3 separate regions of the Mus musculus genome follow, and regions 1 and 2 are each linked to region 3. A link is a contact called in public HiCAR-type and HiChIP or PLAC-seq data. All regions are on one chromosome and are shown on one strand. The core of a region is the stretch at or near the end of the contact, and the rest is flanking DNA. Distances in the headings are between cores, read along the strand shown.

The links. HiCAR-type assays count read pairs that join an accessible place to other places. HiChIP or PLAC-seq counts read pairs in DNA pulled down with a chosen protein or histone mark.
Region 1: a contact with region 3 is called in a HiCAR-type map of astrocytes, with 6 times the contacts expected there. The contact joins the promoter of Magi1 here to the promoter of Tmf1 in region 3. A contact is called at or near these places in 1 of 39 promoter capture datasets (hippocampal neurons) and 2 of 115 datasets of contacts at active chromatin or transcription factors (astrocytes and large pre-B cells).
Region 2: a contact with region 3 is called in an H3K4me3 HiChIP or PLAC-seq map of stem cell-derived neural progenitor cells, with 6 times the contacts expected there. The contact joins the enhancer-like site here to the promoter of Tmf1 in region 3. A contact is called at or near these places in 4 of 39 promoter capture datasets (the C10 cell line, cranial neural crest, hippocampal neurons and 1 more) and 3 of 115 datasets of contacts at active chromatin or transcription factors (astrocytes, large pre-B cells and stem cell-derived neural progenitor cells).

The regions. Positions count from the first base shown.
Region 1 is chr6:94,282,633-94,285,332 of GRCm38.p6, forward strand. It overlaps Magi1 (membrane associated guanylate kinase, WW and PDZ domain containing 1), which reads right to left and starts at 1,285. Exons shown (of 24, transcript NM_001029850.4): 1 at 378-1,285. The coding sequence starts at 690. It overlaps Gm31661 (a long non-coding RNA gene), which reads left to right and starts at 1,289. Exons shown (of 5, transcript XR_377886.4): 1 at 1,289-2,297.
Region 2 is chr6:94,591,735-94,594,434 of GRCm38.p6, forward strand. It overlaps Slc25a26 (solute carrier family 25 (mitochondrial carrier, phosphate carrier), member 26), which reads left to right. Exons shown (of 10, transcript NM_026255.5): 7 at 678-747. Among named protein-coding and RNA genes, the nearest start is that of Mir7041, 13 kb to the right of the region's middle. Within about 2 kb of position 1,252, at least 50 of the 459 cell types and tissues checked have an H3K27ac peak or open chromatin away from gene starts, as enhancers often do. A contact at or near this core is called in stem cell-derived neural progenitor cells, where this site is marked.
Region 3 is chr6:97,177,868-97,180,567 of GRCm38.p6, forward strand. Tmf1 (TATA element modulatory factor 1) reads right to left here and starts at 1,257. Exons shown (of 17, transcript NM_001081111.2): 1 at 1,015-1,257. The coding sequence starts at 1,156.

The DNA of each region.
Region 1 (2,700 bases), core at 35-2,534, 2.9 Mb before region 3:
ACTCTCCAGTTCAGGGAAACAGGCAGTGGCAAGCCACCAGCTCCGTGAGCTCATCCATCCCGTAAGGGGCTGGGGGAAGCGTCCACCTTAGCCTCCCTCAGTTCCCCATCTGCCTTAAGGTGAAGGCGAGGCTGCGCAGCACTAGGTGGCTACGACCTAGAAGTTGGCAAACCAGACCTGGGAAGCATCTCCCCGCTTCCCGGCGCAACCCCGGCCCCAGCCCGCCACGCAGGTGGGCGCACAGCCCACAACCTCACAACTTTGAGTGCATCTGGTCCGGGCCTCAACTTTGGCTCACAGCACTCGGAGCAAACGGCGCCCCCTCAGGCCTCCCCTCTTTTTCGGGGTGCGCCCCCCAAAGGCACGCCCCGTCTTACCTTGTCTGACGGCTTTGAAGGTGACGGCCTCCTTGCAGCTGTCGATGACTCCCAGCACGTCATAGCGGGGCAAGCCGGACACCCGGACCCCCTGCACCTCCAGCAGCAGCTCACCTTCGGCCAGCTTCGGCCCCTCGCCACCGCCGGGAAGCCCCGCCGCCTCGGCCGCCGCCACCGCCCCCACGTACGGAAACTCCCCATGCTCCGCGCCCCCCAGGACCGTCACCCCCAGCTCGCCCTGGGGTCCCCGCTTCACGGTGCACTCGTGAACGCGGCCAGTCCAGTGGTTCTTCTTCTGGATCACTTTCGACATGATGAGTTACAGCCCCTCCTCGAAAACAAAATTCAAATTAAAGAAAAAAAGAAAAAGAAAAGAAAACTGCTAAAACGAGAGACAGGTGCCCCCACAGCACGAGCCCCCGGAGCGGCGGGCTCACGGGAGAAGCATCTCTCGGAGCGCGGGAGCGAGCTACTCGAGCCTCCTCGCCCGACTCTCTCGCGCTCTCAAGCCATCATAAAACAAACTTTCCGGGCTCCGTGAAGAGCCCTGCACGGGCGCCCGCGAGCTTTGTTTGCATTCCGGTGCCTCCGGGTCCGCGTTCCGGCGCCGACCGCGCTCCCGGGACCAGAGTCCACTCCGGCGCCGCCCGGGCCCGCTCTCCGCTCCGCGGCTCTCTCCACACACGCCGCGCCTGCTCCGCGCCGGCCGGCCGCTCCTCAGCGCGAGGGAAGCCCTTTCCAAGCTAGTTGCCGGGAGCCCTGGAGACGCGACGGCGCGGGGCGGGGGTGAGGGGACGCGAGGGAAGTGGCCGCGGCCCCTTTAAGCAGATACAAAGGCTCGGCTTGTTTTGTTACAGTTCATTCTACTCCGCGCGGCGGAGCGCAGCGGCCGGCTGGAGAGGAGACGCGCGCGCATGCGCCCGGCGGCCGCCCGCGGGCAGGCCCGCCCCACCCCTCCTCCTGGAAGGGAGAGATTCCAACGCGCCTCCCGCGGGGTCCTAGGGCCGACCCTTCATTGACGCCAACTTGCTCCTCTCCCTGCACCCCTAGAATTCCTCCTCTTGCAGTGTGGTCGGCTCAGCCAGAGCCTTTTGGGGGAACACGTGTGCTTGCCCGACTCCAGCTCTCGAACTTTTGGAACACAGAGAATTTGGCTTTGGTGTTTGCAAATCGTTTCAAACAGGTGGGGGCTGGGAGACCAATTCAGCGCGGGGCTCACACTCTTGCTGCCTACCCGGGTCCCTCCTCGTCCTCCGCTAGTGCCTGGCCACGCCATCGCTCACGCGCCTTCCGCCACATTTCCGCGCCTGCTCCCCGCCCAGGGGTTCAAGTCCACATGCGGAGCCTGGCTCTTGTCTCTGTGACCCTGAGGACCCGAATCAACAAGACCCACACACCCTCTGCATCCCTGTCCGCGCCCACCAAACGCACCTACACATACGCTCCCATCGTTAAACTTTGGGGCCAACTTTTTAGGACAAGGAAAAAACTGCCAGCGAGCGAGAAAAGCCAAAGCTAGCGTGGCCTTTTTACCTAAGACTTCTCGCTGGCCTCTCATTGTCCTTCCAGCAAAGGGGGCGGCGGTGGCCAGCCCCCTTTGGCTTCTAGGAGAGCCGAGAAACCTAAGCACTGCTTTGGGGAGTAAAGATCACCGCAGGGTGCGGGTCCTGCACAAGCGTGGGCGAGCCGGCCACCTCGGAATTCGCCGCCCAGAGGCGGGGTCCAGTAATCGGGGCACTGGTGAGGCCGGGACAGAAAGAACAGCCCCCACCGCCAAGAAGCCAGTGCAGTGGTGGCCCTAGCGGTTTTGTTTATTTTTCAGTGGTTTCCAATGAGTTCCTCTTTGGTCACGGACTTGAGAATCTACTAGATAAAAGGAGCTGAGTTGGAGCCACTCAGAGAGATGAGGATGTCACTGAGGTGGGTCGAGAGGATAGGTCTGAAGTTCAGATTCCGCAGGCATCTTAAGTACAACATTAAGTGAAGACCTTCCACTTGCCAAGGCTGGAGGAATACAATCACTCCCACCCCCACCCCCACCCCCTCCTCCACCCCCACCCCCACCCCACCCCACCTCACACACAGAGTTGTTAGAAATAATACATAGGCACTGGAAACTTGCAAAGTAAATAATTTATGGTGGCATATAAAATTTCACAGTCTGATAACTGGGGGGGGGGGGGGTGTCAGAGTCCTTAGTGGTTGGGGTTGTAATCCCCTCTCTAGAACATAAGCATACATTTAAGCTCTTCAAGCCCTGTTTCTAGAGAGCTATTCTAAGTTAATAAGAATGAGGGCCTGGCGTTTTACATCTGTAATCCTG
Region 2 (2,700 bases), core at 2-2,501, 2.6 Mb before region 3:
AGTAAGTGTTCAACGAGCAAAACACTGTCTACCATGTTCCCCAGCTCACACCTGCTGTGGTGTTTGCATGATTCCAGCTTATTGTGTGAACAGCATAAACATGCTTTCAGTAATTTAAATTGATGCTGGGCACGGTGGCACACACCTGCAATCCTAGCACTAGGTATCTGAGGAAGCATGATCCTGGGTTTGGGGGTAGCCTGGACTATTGTTAGCCCCTGTCTCAAAACATGTTCCACCCCTTCAATTAAAGTAGCGCACAGGTAACAGCTAGTATCTTCCAAAGGTGGGTTATGGATAAGGACTTTGAAAAGAACTAAGGAAGTTGACATATATTGTTCTGGAATAATTATAAAGTATTGTATTATATGCTTAGAGTTATATGGGAAATATGCAAAATATTTCATTGTCATAAATTTGTTATCTTTATTTTACCTTGTGGGTATGAAATCGTCCTTGAAAATGCTTCCTTTGAGAACCGTAATGTAGCTGCCACCCGTACTTTTTTGACTAATTTTAGAATGCTGTTAAATCCTTGGGAAAGTCACTTATGTCACCATTGAGGAATGCTTCCAAAATAGATTCTCACTTAAGTTCCATCCCAAGCTAAACCCACAGCAGGTTCTGATAAACTCCAAGATGGAATAACTTGTATTTTTCTTTCTCCTTCCACACAGGCCCTCTGGGCGTGGCGGCGGGGTCATGTGGTGGATTCTTGGCAGTCAGCAGTCTGCGGAGCTTTTGCAGGTGCAAGGGATTATATTGTACTGGGAGAGACCGGAGTGTGTGTGTGTGGGGGGGGGGGACGTGAATGTGAAAATGCTAGCTGTGCAAAACAGCATTCCTCAGGAATTCCAGATCGTTAGATGAAGACAGCTTCACTGCTATTTACGAAAAGAATTATCTTAGAGGGGAAAAAAAAAACCCGTTAGAGGTGTCTGCTTCAATGACAACCAATTTGTCTTTGACAAATTTTTCTCTCTCTTTTTATCTTTATTAAAGCCTCACTCGGGCCCTTGGATTATCTTAAGGATAATTTATAAAGCACTCTGTGGGAGTGGGGGTGTGCTGCACAGCTGTCTGCTAGGAGCAGTGTTGTGGGTGATCCGAGATTCACAGCCCATGTGACATGTTTGACAGTGCGGGAGATTAATTACTATTGGGAGAGCAGGGGCCACTCCACAGCTTCCTGCAGGCTGAACTGCATGGAGCAGGAAATACAGCCTTGTGAACATCTGGGCATTCTGGAGACATTAAAGCAAGAGCAGAGTGCAGTGTGCAGTACCATGCTGCCTATCATGAAGTCCCGAGAACACTGGTGCTTTAAAGGATGTAGTAAGTGGTAAGTTCAGCCCCTAAGAGAAAGAGAAATGCAGGTAGCTGCAGTTGCAGTAAAGCAAATGGAACTTGGCCAGAGAATTGTAAGGGGTTTAGAGGCAATGCTGGTGAACAGATGGACAGGTAGGTTGGAAGATCAGCAACTTTAGGGGAAAATGATTGTTTTCCAAGTTCTATATCAATTGTTGGATTTATTTATTTCCATGTACTGATTAGGGCAGTAGAAGTCATACATTTTATAGGTTCCTTTGTTAATAATTTAAATCTATTTAAGTTGTGGAAGTAATCACCAAAACTAAGCACTTTCCCTGGAGATGGGGTATCAGCACACACAGATGGGGAGGGTAATAGCTTCCATACCCGGATCGTCTGTGGCTCGGTTAGAGGAGGAGGTGGTCTTAATTCATTTTCCAGAGGTTAGGTTTGCTACCTAGCCCTTTAGAGAAGTTTATTTTTGTTGACTGTCTGCTTGAATTGGTCAAGGGACCAGGGGATGGTGGGGGTGGTGTTGGATGCAGAACACTAAGTAAACGTTATGGGAATTTAGTTGCCCTGGTCAAGGAAAGCCACTTCTTGGAGTTGAATACTTTCAAACAGTGGTTCTCAGCCAGCCTAGTGCTCTGACCCTTCATTACAGTTCCTTATGACCCCCACCCCCACCCCATAAAACTGTTTTTGTTGCTACTTTATAACTGTAATTTTTCTACTGTTATGGATATAAAGTGGATATCTGTGGTTTTCTGATGGTCTTAGGTGACCCCTGAGAAGGGTCATTCGACCCTCACATTGAAAACCACTGCTCTAAAACTTGTCCATCTTCAAGTAAGGGATAAGCATGTTCCGATAGAGACCCCACACCATGAGAGCAGAGATTCACATGCAGATACATTGATACTATGTGTTTGGGAAATGGCTTTCAATACAGTCCCCTTTGCATGACACATTTGTCAAAGGGGACAGTTTCTGTCACACTACCTCTGTAGTGAGAACCTACCATCAGAAGGTGGTAGTTCACTAAGGCTGCCGTGAGGCTGGGCTGGGATAGTGTCTGGAACCTAGGCTGGGCTTTCTGTCTGACAAGTGGCTGAGTCTCTGGTTTGGCCCCAGTTCCTGGAGAAGATGTTGGGCTCTCTGAGCACCAGTTCTCTGATCCGTAGCATAGCAATACTCACTCCTCCCTGAAGGGATGCAGTGCTATAATGTGTGTTGGCCCTTGGTGATCTGTAAGGCTGACCAGCAGTAAGGACTCCTCACTCTCCCAGCAAGAAAAAGCAGCACTCCCTTCCCCCACATGGCAAGCTGCTCTCTCTTGAATGGCACTGGAAGATGTCAGGATCTGAAGTCACTGTGCAGTGTGCTTTC
Region 3 (2,700 bases), core at 7-2,506:
TTGCCTCTTGAAAAATGTGGTACAAAATTATAGTAACCACACATCCACTTAAACTATTCCTATTCTTCAGACCCATGTTGTTTTGTAATCTAAAACACAACAGATGATCAATGAAAATAGCATTCAAGAAAGCATATTCCATTTCAGACAACCTGCCCTCTAAAATAAATTATACAGCACTATCCATGTCTCAGATTTCGCCCGGGGCGGGGGATAATGAGTATCTTTTTATTTGAAACATCTGATCTTAAGTTTAGTAACTCCAGCTCTGGGGTCCAACCACAAAAAGGCGAGCTTCCCAATAGCAAGGTGCCACAGAGAATGAAATAAGATCACGATATATCTACAGTCATACATAAACTACGTTATCAATGATTCAACTTAGGTCCCGAGTTTTCAACAATGTACATCTAAAACCAGAAACCACAGTTAACTTTCATCCAAAGGTTTGCCCCAGTGTCTGTTGCTACACACGAAAAGTGCTCCAGACTCCCTTAGACGTAAAGACACAAGCAACCGAATAATCCTGGAAAGAGTAATTTCAGTTCATCTGAAAGATCTGGTGCTGCAAAAAGGGCTACAGTTGGGAACTCTTGGAGCACAAATTCTCTTGGGACTCTGCCCCGTACAGACTGTGCCTCACCTGGAGAAAGTTATGCATTCTGAGTTTCGGTTAGCTCCTCTGTAGAACACGGGGTCTACCATCCCTGACTCGGGTTGTTTTGAGACGGTGAACTTTTTGTAAACAAAGTCTTTTGTGTTCCTTAAACGCTTCCCGCGGGGCTCCGGGACTGGGGATTTACAAGGCTCGGACCTAGGGCGCCAAGGCGGAAGACGCCTAGCAATTGGGGATCTGGGGCTGTGCTCCTGACTCTGTAGTCAGGGGCCTGGGGCCAGGACCAGAGCTCGAGCTGACACCTGAGGTCAGCAGGACCCGCACCGGGGCCGAGGCGTGCGGGACTGGGGTCCGACAGCAGGCAGGCAGGCAGGCGCGACACCCCGGGACCCGCTTACCCGGCTCGCCGTACGGGATGGCCTCGGCCCAGGCGCTCGGCTCCTCCTCCTGGATGTCCAGGACCCTGTCGATGGACTTCTGGGCCTGGGACAGGGCCTGCTTGGCGAAGCTGGACAACTGCGAGGCATTGAACCAGCTCATGGCCCCTCCTCAGCGCCGGCTCCGGCCGGCTCCGGCGGCCTCAGCGGCGGCCCCGGCCCCACCGCCTCCCGCGGCCGCGCGGCGCTGCGAGCCTTCCGCACAGCTGAGCCGGGCCCCGCCGCGCATGCGCCGCCCTTCCACGTACACAACCACCAGATCCGGGAGCCGAGTTCCGCCCAGACGGAAGGACGGAGGCGGTAGCGTGAAGCCACATCCGGGAGCGGAGCGGAGCCCTTAGTTACCAGCCGCCTCTGGGCTTCATGGCCGTTCTCAACTGAGGGACGCGATCTGCGCCGAGGCCCAGACCTCCGGGAGCGACCAGAGCCGCGTGTGCCTCGCTATAATCCCGGCGGCTAGGCCTCACACTTATTAATCTTGGTACTCAAAAAGTAGTTGGCCAGTTCTCGCCTGGCCTGGATGTCTATGCCTGACTTGATGGGCACGGTCCCCAGGTCCTGGAACATTAACAGATGAAACCACCTCCCTCTCAACCTAATTCTGTCATCTGAATGGCGTTCATCAGCACACTCCTATGTTAAGAGGTGGGGCTTTAAGGAACTTTCTGGGTCACGAGATGACTGTGACACCCACGGGAAAGAGATGAATGCCCTATTAAGAGGTGCCTACGCCCTCTCAAGCATAACATACCAAGGTCACGCCAGCCATGAACTAGAAATAGATGGCTCTCATCAGCTGTGCTCGTCTTGGACCTCCCAGTCACAAGAACAGTAAAAATCAAGTTTCTGTAGCCTATGAGCCAGCCACTTTATGGCAGTTTGTAACAGCGGTTTGGATGGGTTAAGCCACTTGGCAAGCAATAAAATATTAACCCATCAGTACATACTGTGCACACTGCCTAAAAGATACAGCTTGTATGCTCTCTTTCCCACACTTGGTCATGGGAGAAAATTTAAAGTCGATGGCCTTCCTTGTCCAGTCAGCAGCTGTTTGGTTTGGTTCTAATAATGCTAAAGAAAAATTTTCTACCAGCATTTAAAGGCTAAATTTAATTCAAGCATTAGCCCTTTGTGAAAAGAGACTCCTACCCTACACAAAGAACCACGGGTACTTAAGGAATGCCGAAGCTAGGAATGGGGTAAATCTTCCCCTGGGAAGGTTACACACTACCAAATGAGCAGCCCCGAAATCATCATACAGACTGAGGGTTGTACTAATTAATGCATTTGAGAACGCATATGTATACACACTTATATACTTAACAGTTAATAAAAGAGACTTAATTTGAGAGAGAGCAATAGAGGTCTATGAAAAAGTTTAGAGGGACGGAAGGGAAAGGGGAAATGTAATTTTATCCCCCAAAACATTCCCTAGGACTACCAGAACTACTAACAGGATGGCTTAAAATGACAGAAATGCTTTTGTGGTTTGGAGCCAGAAGTCTGAAGTTGTTCACTGGAGCTGTCCTCCCTCTGAAATCTTCATGGAGAATGCACCATGCTTCTCCTAGCTTCAAGTCTGCAGTCAATCCTTTTGTTCCCTGGGTACAGGTACAGCACTCCATTGTCTAATCTTCCTCCCACATC